Linked DNA regions of Mus musculus: region 2 is linked to region 1. Evidence: chromatin contacts called from public ChIA-PET data. All regions are on one chromosome and are shown on one strand. The core of a region is the stretch at or near the end of the contact, and the rest is flanking DNA. Distances in the headings are between cores, read along the strand shown.

Evidence for each region. ChIA-PET counts read pairs in DNA pulled down with a chosen protein or histone mark.
Region 2: an RNA polymerase II ChIA-PET map of memory CD8 T cells shows a contact between it and region 1, with 6 read pairs. The contact joins two enhancer-like sites. A contact is called at or near these places in 16 of 484 Hi-C or Micro-C datasets (B cells, the BV-2 cell line, the C10 cell line and 10 more) and 8 of 115 datasets of contacts at active chromatin or transcription factors (the HPC-7 cell line, bone marrow-derived macrophages, embryonic basal ganglia and 5 more).

What each region holds. Positions count from the first base shown.
Region 1 is chr17:5,005,390-5,011,740 of GRCm38.p6, reverse strand. The region is part of intron 1 of Arid1b (AT rich interactive domain 1B (SWI-like)); the gene reads right to left. Among named protein-coding and RNA genes, the nearest start is that of Arid1b, 13 kb to the right of the region's middle. Within about 2 kb of position 4,135, at least 93 of the 459 cell types and tissues checked have an H3K27ac peak or open chromatin away from gene starts, as enhancers often do. A contact at or near this core is called in memory CD8 T cells, where this site is marked.
Region 2 is chr17:5,161,591-5,167,941 of GRCm38.p6, reverse strand. All of the region lies in intron 4 of Arid1b (AT rich interactive domain 1B (SWI-like)), which reads right to left. Among named protein-coding and RNA genes, the nearest start is that of Gm34854, 60 kb to the left of the region's middle. Within about 2 kb of position 2,226, at least 47 of the 459 cell types and tissues checked have an H3K27ac peak or open chromatin away from gene starts, as enhancers often do. A contact at or near this core is called in memory CD8 T cells, where this site is marked.

The DNA.
Region 1 (6,351 bases), core at 2,886-5,385:
TAGTCACTGTGTATCCACTGTGGCTACCTCTCCATTCACCAGGACACCAATGGACACAGTAACTCCTCCACTCTCAGGGACTCCACCATCTCGAAGCCTCCTTCCCTAGTCACTGTGTATCCACTGTGGCTACCTCTCCATTCACCAGGACACCAATGGACACAGTAACTCCTCCACTCTCAGGGACTCCACGGAGCACTGCACCTGCCTCTCTCCTTCCAGAAGCTTCCACTCCCAAGCTCCTTTGACCCTAGATTTGATGCTTCCCAGGTCTTCCCTGTCTTTCGGGCACTGGCCTCGGAATTCTGGTTTTTTTTTTTTTTTTTCTGTTTGTTTACTTGCTTAGTTTTGTTTTGTTTTAGTTTGGGGGCAGGGTCTCCTATGTAGCCTTAGCCATCTTAGAACTCCCTGTGTAGACCAGGCTGGCCTTGAACTCAGAGAGAGGCATCTGCTTCTGCCTCCCAGGTGCTGGGATTAAAACACCACCCCAGGTGACTAGGATCTCCATGCCCTGGGGTAGCTCTCATCCCCTGCTCATTCCTACTTTCTTCTCACAAACTTGAGCTTCTGCACTGTGCTGTCCAGACTATATCTTGAGCCCAGCATTCCAAAGCCACCGTCTAGAATGAGCCATACCCAATGATACAAGAGCAAGAATATGTCCGAGAGCTGGGGATCCCACATTCCTACCTTCTGCCCCTGGGGTCAGACAGGAAAGTGTCTACGCCCTCCTCCCCCCCCCCTCCTCCTCCTCCCAGGTCCAGGAGGCAGCTGACATCAGGCTGATAAGGATGGAAATGCCCTGTCGGACAGCAGCCCAGGTCACAGGGTCCATGCCGAGACTGTGCAGGGCCATAGGAGTCAGAGGCACAGTCCTTTAAAGACCGAGTTTTAGGCTGTATGTGTATATGTATGAGTAACCGCATGAGGACACCAGCTTGTTTTAAAATGCCACTTTCTCCTCATGTTCTATGTGAATTATCTACTCTTTAGTAGGAGAACCAATCTTCTAGTTATCAATATCTCATTCCCTGAAACTGCCTGACATTTTGTAATGTTCCCTCTTGCAGGTATTAAAACTTATACTAAACAAGAATTTCACAGAAGAGTTACTTTCTACACCTGTCTCTGGGTCTTTGCCCACAGGTTAAACAGGTCTTGTTTTGAATTCCCCTACATACTGCCATACCATAAAGGATACCACTTCCATATTGCTATCTTCACAAGTATTACTATAAATATCCAGTAAGCACATTCTTATGAATATAATCTTAGGCAGAATAAAGCAGAGTGAAACAATATAGTTCTAGATTAAGAGCAGCATCATGAGAGAGTGAACAGGACTTGAGGAACCCCATGGGAAACTTCATCTTTCACACTCCTCAAATACATCTGCACTGTTCATACAACCGGAACTCCCGCCTTGGTATAAGAGAGCTGTAAGACAAAACGCTCTTTATTAAGAGCTTAGATTTGCCTTCACTAAGAAATTTTAAGGGAGAACTATTCAGAGCATAAAGGGAAACCATCTTCAGTCCTGTACCTTGCTCACAGGACACTACAGGGTCCCCACGTCTGTCCCAGCACCCTGAGGCCCAGGCAGCATCCAGCAAAGCAAGGGAGTGTTCTACTGTCAACTGAGAGCTTTCAAACAACCATAAACTGTGCTGTGAGAGGCTGTGCGGCCACAGCAAAGGCAGGCATGATTACCTCACAAAGAGCCTCTCCAGGAAGTGGGAGGCTTCTCTCATGCTGTCTCTCACTAGTCATCATCCTGATTCTTTCCTCTCTCTCAAACTGTGTGCACATGTGTGGGGATGTTGTGGGACATGAGGATAACCTTGCATGTCATCTTCAGTAAAACCCTCCACCTTCTTTATTATAACGGGGTTCCTCGGTGGCATGGTGCTCTTCCACTAAGCCAGACTGGCTGCCTGGTGAATCCCAGGGAGCTCCCTGTCTCTGCCTCCCTCACGCGAGGACAAAAGTTCACCATGGCAGCCATTAACTTCTACACAGGTTCCGGGGATCAAACCTACTTCCTTCTGTTTGTAGGGCAAGCCTTTTTCCAACTGAGTGATTTTTCTAAACTGTGCGAATTTTGCTGTCTGGCTGACATTTACACCCTCGTGGCAGCTCACTGTACCCATAATGGATGCAACGATATACTGCACTCTGCTGACTCCTTTAACACGCACTTCGCCTTCCAGCTGCCCACAGTCCACTTTTATCACAATTCTGCAAAGCCCCTTCCGTACCGCCGATCTGCCAATCTCCTCCTTCCTACTGTCTTGGATTCACAGCTACTGGCCTTGTACGTAAGAGAAGAGACCTGAGACACTGTCCAGTGCATCATCCATCTTCGTATGCAAAACAACTCACCCTGCACGCCTACATCCTAGAAGCACATCCACATGCAGAGCCCATGGCCACATGGACTACCAGAGGGACGCGCTCTACGCTTCGCCAGGCCATCAGCCGTCCTCACAGCTCTGCTGCAGTCACTCAGACAGCACTGGGGTTTATGATGACACTATTCTGTATGACTCTCCTGTCTTTCCATAAACCTGCCTTTTTTAATCTGAGAAGCCAAGAAAATAAAAGTAGATTTTTTTTCTTAAAAGTTTGACCAATCACTCCTGACTATGACATAACTTACCATTCTCAGCAGGACACTTTTTTAAACCCATGGAAGGCTCAGCTGTTGACTCACTGTGACCTGTGACATTTCTCTCTGCGCCTGGCCGGCTGCTCTCCCTCAGGTGTGTGTACATCTTCCCCTGGGAGGACCGACCACTCTGCATGCAGCCACTCTGACCTTAATTACATAGCCACCTTGCTACTTCACCCAGCACAGGGAGCAATCCCTCCTTCCTCCTGCATGCCAACTGCCAGCACCCCACCTCTGTTCACCTCATTCTGGAGGTGTGCCCCTGCTCCCAATCCACAGCGACACACAGAGGCTGGGCACACGTGAGCCCAGCGACCTGGAGACCAGGGCCCCACTGCTCTGAAAGCAGATGTCGTCACAACCACTTTTCTCAGTTTGTAAAAATGATCCCCCCACTCCCTCCCCAGTAGAAAGAAGCAAGTTCTCCTCAGGTCAGAAGGGCAGCTTTTCCTCTCCTTGGTCTACCAGGCCCACAGAGGAGTGAGCCCTTCTGAACCCACTGGGACAGCCAGGCTCTGACCCATGCCATAAAGCAGAGTGTTCATAGGAAGGGCTCTGCCTGAGAGCCACACAAGGCCACTTACAAGCGCCACACCGCCCAGACCCCCGCCTTCCGCCAAGAACTCATTCGAGTGCCACTTCAGATCTATTAATCGCACAATGAGAACTGTGCCTTCTGAATGCTCTACCATGCCAAGCCCATCAAGTACCTCAGCTGCCACCCGTGCAGAGCCGTGACTCCACAGACACTGACTAAGAAGACAGAGAGACACGCTTTCAAACTACTCTTACCTAATAAAAACCCACGGCTCATTAATTGCATTCATCAATATAAAACTCTCCAGTGAGGAAAACCATACGAGCTCACTTCAGACGTGTACAGCACACCTCCCCGAGGTCCAAAACCGTGTATCTTTGAAAGGCTTGCCTGTATGAAATACACATAACCCATATGGTCCACTGTATGAAAGGCATTTTGTTTTAACAACAACAAAAAACAAAACAAAGACAAAAGACAAAAGAAAAGCATTTTGTTTTCAAATATCTATAGGGAAGGAAAAAAAACAAAAAACAAAAATTCAGCAATTATTTCAAAGCCCAGACACAGGCACTTGCCTGTGTGATCCCAGCACTCAGGAAACAGTGGAAAGCCAGTGGATTCTAGACTAGCCAGTCTGTACTGCATGGTGAGATTGTTGTCTCAAATAAATGAATAATAAATAAACAAACAAATGAGAGAGGGCAGGGGAAAGGAAGGGGGGAGAAAAAAGGCAAAAAAAAAAAAAAACCCCACAAAACAACAACAACAACAAAACCTTAATTTGGAAAGGCTATTCAGCATGGATTAGAGATGCCCACAACGGAAAGGGTCCTTTCCACAGGGACACTGAGTGTCTGCATAACACTTCTGCCAGTGCCCACACCGCAGGACCTGGAGAGTCTTCCGTACCAGCGCACCAGCACACGCCTGAGTTATCTGTCCATGCTCCATGTGAGTCCAATCTCCTTGCATTACCTCTGCCCAGGTCAGGGATGAATAGCTGTCAAATTCCCACTGGAATAAAGAAAGCCGCTTTCTTCCTGAGGCGGCAGTTTCAATTCACAGAACACATGGCTAATCTACATATGTGAAGGTCGCGGCACTTCAGTGTGAGGTTAAGAACGGAGGCTCACGTAAGGGGCTGTCTTAAACGTCTTGGCAGGATGCCCAACAAGTAAAATTGTTGAGAAGCGACAGTCAGCCTCTGAAGCAGCCAGGGGAAAATATTTTGGTCACGTGGTGCAGCGCACACTACCTAGAGTGTTTCACATGAACCTTTGACAGTCCTAAAAATGATCACATGTTGGAAACAAATGAAGCTTAGGGCATTGCTGAGTCAGTCACCTGACGTTGGAGTGCACTCTTCATCCAACACCCTTCTATACAGACTTGCTAGACACACAGACAGTCAACGCGCTGACTTCTAGCCGCTCGAATATCTTAACAGCTGAGGACAAACTCTTTGCATCAGTTTTTCAATGAACCATAAAAACCCTCACAAGAGCATGTAGGCTAAAAAGCCATCCTCCTACAAGCTGTCCAAGCACACACATGCTAATAATATTCCTCCTCTGATGCCTCCTTTCTTCTCTTCCTTCAGGAGCTCTATGGCCATATGGGAAATCGCAGGGACTTCACAAGACACACAACTCCTACAGGATCAAAGTCAATACTGCTGTCTGGAGGTGCTCACGGGCCAGGAGCTCCTCACAGAGGAGGGACAGCCTGGCCTCACACTGTGCCCACCAGGTGAAAGGACAGACTGATGGAAGCCCAAGGGCTGTGGACAACTCCCCTCCTGCACTAGGCAAACCCCCACCCCACCCCTTCTGTCTTCTGGATCAGCCAACAGAATCAGAATCTGAGGTCTGGTTCTGCGAGGTTAGGGACCATTTCCAAAGCCAGCAAACTCGTAGGCAGTACAACTACGATTTTAACCTGCCTAATTCATGGCGAAAATTCATTAGAAGCAAAAGATCCAATTTGGAAGTTGTCTACCAAGATTCTTTCTCAACACAACATTTAGAGCTCAGAGTCACTCAATCAACCCTCAACAAACCCAACAAACTATGCAAATTAATGAATTGCCAAGAGTTACTTCCTCAGTAATCAAAGAGCAGCCCTCTATGATAAACAACACACAATTTAACAACCTACAAATATTCTCTGCATATCTATTTGCCTTGCCATCCTACCCCAGTAGCAGCCTTGAAAACTATGGCCCACATTTTACAACTGTTCAATAACTCAGTTTTCCTTTACTTGGCAAAGGAAGAAATATCAGAAAAAAATCTGAGGTGATTTAGATTAGAAATAAGCTTCAAATATTAACCTATTTGTTCTGAAGGAAAAAAACTGATAGACTGTTAAATTAACGACAAGAGAAAGAAACCAAATTCAGTTACGGTCTTTGTTGATGAGAAAACACTGTATTTTGTCACTCTATTAAAAGGTCCCTTTCGTTGACCATGGTACCTAATCAAGTCCACACAAAAAACCCCATAGAAGCCTGGCGTGGTGATGCACACCTTTAATCCCAGCACTCGGGAGACAGAGGCAGGTAGATTTCTGAGTTCGAGGCCAGCCTGGTCTACAGAGTGAGTTCCAGGACAGCCAGGGCTACACAGAGAAACCCTGTCTTTCCCATTCCTTGAACCAGGAAGCACAGACTGAAATGACTTGCCTGGAGTCACACAGACAATAAACATCCCATCCCCAGTGTCCTGCTCTTAACTGGCTCTTGCCCTTGTCTTCAAAGTCTCAGCTGACAGCCAGGAGCGTTCTTGCCCCCTGCCTGCTCTCTCTCTCTCTCTCTCTCACTCACTCACACACTCTCTCACTCACACACACACACACACACACATCTCTCTCTCTGTCACTCACACATACACACACACATATCTCTCTCTCTCTCTCTCTCTCTCTCACACACACACACACACACAAGCATAGAGCAGATCCCTCCCTCAAGCTGAGTGGCTGGCCTCTCACCTTCCCCCAGGGTATCAAGTCCAGAGCAGCTTTCCTTCCTGTTACCCTGAAACCCTGGTTCAGGCTGTCAGTGAGGTGAGGGTAAATGACCAAGTGACCAGATCGAAGGGCACTGCTGAACTTCACTGTTTGTTCCTGAGGGGCCTTA
Region 2 (6,351 bases), core at 977-3,476, 160 kb before region 1:
ATCATATACTGTACACGGCATCATACACTGTACACTGCATCATATACTGTACACAAAATATTCCCACTGGGAGAAAATTAAACTGTAAACCAGATGCTGTAGCCATGGTTCATGCTGCTCATTAGATTGTTGATTTTGAAAAAATATTGCTTTCTTTACTATTAAATTAGGATTGCAACATTTTTACATATTTCTGGCTAATTTTCAAAATTAAGAATTTTAACATGCATATATCCACAAGCAAGCATGTTCTTGAGAAGTAAATTAAGGTACACAATAAAGTGCAGACTACAAACACTTCACTTAATTCCAACAGAACTTTTGAAGTGCCTCAAATTAGGACATAATCAGAACACAGAATTTATTAGTATACTTATGTTCATAAACACACTAGGAACTTCTAATTAAAATAAATGAAAAATGAGTACCCAACACAGTATTCATCAATGTGCCCTTTTGAGTTACTGAAATTAAAAGAAGTATACGATATACAATTGTGATGTATCTAAACCATGTCTCATAATTTGGTGGCTAATCCTGCATGACTATAGAGATTCATCTCTATTTCCTAGTGGAAATCGCAAATGCTGTAGAACACAGTGAGGCTGCAGAACCAGCCTCTAAGGGTGGCAATTTTGCATCTGTTCTGCCTATTGGCTGGGCATCGATGACAACTTACTCTTAGGCTCTAAGAGCAGGAATGCCATGAAGATTAGATGAGGTGATAGGCAGCACATGCGTGCAAGAGCACCCGGCTCCCAAGTAGGGCCACAGTCATCAACATCATTGATCTCTGTGGCTATGAATATGACTAGTCATGAAAAGCCACTAATGACACTTAACTATCATTAGTAAGTATAAAAGAACAAAACCCTAAAACAAGAATTAAGTGTTAATAGCCAAGGAACGTAACTCAGTAGATTGCATGCCCAATATGCACATGATCATTGGTCTGATACATAGTAACACACATTCGCAGACACATACAGATACATACACATATACATCACACACACAGATACACACACAAACACACACAGATACACACACACACACACACACACACACACACCACACACACAAACACACAGAAACACACACTCACATACACTGCACATAGTCACACATACACACCACACAGCATGCAAGTGCATACACACGCATACACACGCACACACGCGCACACACACTACAATTTACTCTACCCTAGACTCTTAAGGACAGATTCTTATTCTTGCTCACCAAAGAAGCAAGTCTGTGATTGGCATGGTGGCACATGCACTACCAGAGCACTGAATTAGCCTTTAAAGTCTGCTGTATAAGAAATTTAATGGGTGTGTTGGCAACATAGGGCAGAGCTGCCTTCCAAGACATTTCACATTATTCATTAAAAGGTTAAAAAAAAATCGGCAAAAATTGTACCGGGGGTAAAGAGCATCCAGAGCCACATCTGCTGAAGTACTGGAGGGTGGCTTCCGACCATCCTCCCACAGGGCAGAAGTGCAGGACAGTCCTCAGAGGAGGGAGAATCAAGCAGCCAGCACTGAATGCTGTGTGTGGCATCCTGCTGGTGCGCTCCTGTGAGCATGCTGTGTGGGCATGTCAGTGCTGAGATGTGGAGCACTATCTCTATGTCATAGGAGAGGAAATGGAGGTGTAGAAATGTGTAGTCATTTGGCCCTACCCAGCCACCCTGCCACCCAGCCACTCAGCTTCATATGTACACTGGAGAGAAATAAAAATGTATGCACCTGAGGCTTTGATTAGTGGCACTTTCATAATGATACAAAAGTTTCAATTGTGTCAGGAGAGCATTGTGTCACACAGCCAGTGTGTCTCCCTACAACTTTCTGATGCTGACAAACACATGGATTAATTATTGCTATTAAACTGCACTGTCACCATCTTCCACCCTACCTGGGTCTTCTCCACTATGAAGCAGAACACTAACATCTCAGTGTACATCTTTCCCATTACTGACTAGCAGAAGAGACTAGCCAGGAGAAAGGGAAGCAGAGTGGGAGCATCAAAGCATCAAAAGTACTAAGGATTGCTGGCTGTGGTGATGCATGTACTTGGTAGACAGAGATGGTAAGATGAGGACCCTGTCCTTGCTACCAAGCAAGTTCACAGGCAGCTGAGAATGCACACCTCAGTACCTATCTCAGTACCAAAAATGAACAATGCTGAACCACAAACGATGGTCATGAAAGACTCCAAGGAGGCGCTGAAACAACCAGAGGAAACCGAAACACCCACCGTTCCCTTGTTCTCGGGACAAAGGTGGGGGTGGAGAGTGAAAGGGATAAACTGGGACAATGAGCGAGCCTGTGAGCCTAGAACAGTCAGCTCCCTGCAGCTCCTGCAGGAACCATGAGCCCAAGCTCTAGAGCAGGACACAGCACAGAAAGCCGGAGAATCCAGTTTCATTTTCAGCACTGGTCTCTGGTGGAAAGAAAGGGGTGGCTGTCATGACTAACACCTGTTGTTCTCCTCAGCGGGGTAAGAGGTGGCGATGATACCAACGCCAGATGCACAGGACTTAAGCAATAAGCCACGATCCCTTGCAGTGGTTTAGCATGCACAACTGTGTGAGGATGGCTCAGGCACATGGACCGCTCTGCTCACACAAAGCCAAGCTGTCTTTGGGGACTGAGGCAAACAATTGCGTTCAGACACATGGGAAGTGAGACACCAGGGCTGGCGGGCAGCAGACCTCCTCGGGTCTTCCTAAGTATCTCCAGCACAACCACCTGCTGTAGAGACAAGCATGTTGCTCTGCTTACACTAGGGAACATGAAACAGGGTCATGGAAAGGCGGGGTACACCCTTCGGTCCTTTGTCCCCTCTCAATATGTAATATACACGTTGTAAGCACCCAAGTATGCTGAAGAAGGCACAGACCCTGAGTCACCTCACTTGAGGTGACAGATGCTCTCCCTCACATTCAGCCATGTTAACACCAGCGAGTGCTTCCTCATCCCTACACCAGGAGCATCCAGGACTGTTACTCCCTCCCCCTGCTCACTTCCCACCAGCCTTCAGTGTGCTGCTACTAGCAAGACTACAGCTAATCCTTGGCCCCTCTACTGCCAGCCACAAAAATACTGACAAATCTCAATTTCCCACATAACAGATTTTCTTGGAGCAGGTCATTCATGTCTACCAACATTAAGCCTAGCAGGCTTTGGCCAATCCCACAATATTCTACCATCCTCCAACATACCACCAACGCTCGCTCAATTCTCTGGTTCTTGTTCTCTAATCCACTATAGATTAATTACGTTAATATCACAATTTTACTTAAAAGGAATCACAGAATTTTTAATACATGTACTATTCAACTTAAATTGATGAGGTCATAGAAAGAAAAAATAATCCTTGAGTCAAGAAAAACAGTCAGAGGAAGGACCGGGAAGGGCGCTTTCCTGCGCCCAGGCTACCATCCACATCTCACACAGGGAAGAGAACAACACGAGACAACTCAGCACGTGAGATACAGCTGACACCTACACCAAACAAGTGCCCTGGCCTTGAAAGCCACTGCAGGGAAAGGACACTGAAGGTCTAGTGGCAGCAGGAAACAGAGGTCCCTTTTGTTTGTTAGTGCCTTGCACACTGCTGGTGCTCTGTAGCCACCGTGCCTCTGGGCACCTTTACTACTGTTCTGCTCCGAGGTAAATTTCCTGGAGAAGAACAGTGTTGGTCTTCAGTCCAGATAACCACACCCAGTGGCCCTGAAGACTCTTTAGTCCAGCAAGAGCATGCCTTTCCTTTGCTGGCAACCTCAGTTAATCCTAATGGAGACTTAACGCCCTCTTGCCATTTTACATGTGAGGAAATGGAAATACAAGGAAATCCAGCAACTCACTCAAGTGAGTGACAGACAGAGGTTTAAAGCTGCATGTCCAGCCCCTAACATGTCCCTCGTGCTAAGGTCACTGTGGGGTGCTCTGACCTTGACAATCACACTCTGGAAGCTTAACAAAAATAACTGTATTAGACAGATTGGAACTGAAATAAAGTTTGTATTTAAAACTACTAAGGGAAAAGTTTGTGACCATTTCTATGCCCTCTGCTGTCCCTTGATCATCCTGTAGGATAAAAGACTAAAGGAAAAATGCCAGAAACTAACAAACACTGACAGAAGAGCTGGAGGTAAGATGGGGTGGCAGGTGCTCAGAACTCACCCCTAGTGTAGTCTCAGTAGGTGGATGTGGCTGAAATATGACAAGTGGGCAGCTCTGCCCTCTCACCCCAGTGGAGCCAGGCCTGGCCATTCTTAGAAGATCTAAGGGCTCTGCAGCCACATCCGGGGGATGTGTGAGTTTTATTGACGATAGAGTCCATGCACCTGACAATAGAAGTCAACATACATGAGAGTCTAACAGGCGAGGCCACACCTGAGCACAGTTTACAGGCTAAAGGTTCACTGCATGGGAATCCACAGGCTGAGGGACCTGACAGCAAACCACCGCTGCTCAGGGGCAGAGCGAGCACCTCCAGAGCATGCCCAGGCCTGGGCTGAGCCTCAGGGTCACAGTCACTTACTGGAACACTGAAGCACCCGTTAAGTGAGGTCCATGCAGTTAACTAAAAGGCAAACCACCGCTAGCATCAATGCTTAAATGTGTCTGCTAAATGTGAGCACACAGCCCTGCATTAGTGTTCAGACATGTATGCATTTCTTCAGGACCGTGTATCGAGCGAGGGTGCTTCATGGCCACTCTGCTCGCATTGCTTTGCTGTGCGCTCTCTGCAAACGCTGAAGGCATGCTTGGTTTTATTTTACTGACTACATTTCTCCAGGCAAGAGAGATTACTACACTGCTTTTAGAAAGACACGATACAGAGAGTGCTGTCAATTTCCAATCACTTGAGTGATTTTTACAGAATCAAATTATATTCTTACTTCTCTTGTCTTCAAGGGCAGCTGTCAAAATCGAGCTGCACTTAAGAGCTACAGCCTCAAGGAATTTCAAAATATTCTAAAATACATGAATGCTTTCTTCCCATAAAAACTTTTAAGAATGGTGACTGTTTAATAAAAACCTGCTTTTATCTGGAGCACAGGACAAGGTTCATAAATGAGTCATGTGTCTACATTTTCTAAAACTACAAAATCTGAAGGACTTGCCTCCCATTGGCGTTCTCTGAGGTCCCTGCTGGGGAATGCACGTGACCAAAATGGCAAGGGATTTAGGAAACAGGATTAACATAGATGAGGCAAAGAGAAGGGTCAGAAAAGCAATGAAGGGTGTTCCAGGGAGTGGCTCCAGGCAGCTAAAGGTTAAGAGGCACTTGAAGCTGTGTCAGGGAGACTATGGAAATCAGAGGGCATGTCTCTTCAGGAAAGCAGAAGTGGAGAATAAAATGGATCTGACAGGTATGACAGAAAGAGACTGTGCTCTGGGGTACTGGGAGGACAGGGGAGCCAAAAAGGGAATAAAGCACGTGAAAAAGAGGATCGGGGAATGTAATTTACCACAGCTAATTTAGCACACAAGCTTTGAAATGCAGCAAATATTGGTCTTAAATGTTAGTCTCAAGCAGAGACAGCTCCATTAATTTGTATGGCCTACATATCAGCTACACATTTGAAAACTTAGGATGCCTGAGCTACAATTTATGCTTTCCTTCTTTGTCTTCTTACAATGATCCACAAATACAACAATCAACAGGGTAAAAGTCACAATGTCTGCTATATAATACAAAATTATCAGAAATACAAAAAAGAAAATGCAACCTAGATCAAGAGAATAAGAATGCCCTAAAATGCACACAGATGTGGCAAGCATGGTGGAGTCCAGAGACACAAACATTAGAGACACTGACCACTTGTTCAGAAGGAGAAACGAGCTTTGGGAGTAGTTTGAACACTATAAAACAACTCGGATGCAGTTTCTACAGAGCGAAAACAGTCTTTCATCTTAAAAGGCTGCTGGGTTGGGGGCTGGTGAGATGGCTCAGCGGGTAAGAGCACTGACTGCTCTTCCAAAGGTCCTGAGTTCAAATCCCAGAAACTACATGGTTGCTCACAACCATCCGCAATGAGATCCAATGCTCTCTTCTGGTGTGTCTGAAGACATCTACAGTGTACCTACATATAACAATAAATCTTTTTTAAAAAAAAAAAAAGGTGCTGGACACAATTTTGATTGCTTTTATTTACATCTCTTTCCTTTTTTTGTTTGTTTGCCTTTCAGTTGGGAGGGTGGCCTTAAATCCTGGCCTCCTGTACTTTTCCTGCCTGAACTTGTAAGCAGCAGATGCCTGGCCCTTGCCCTCAGCAGCAGGTCCAACGTGTGGAAGGAAGAGCATGCAGGGCTAGTGAGCTACAGAGAGGAGAAA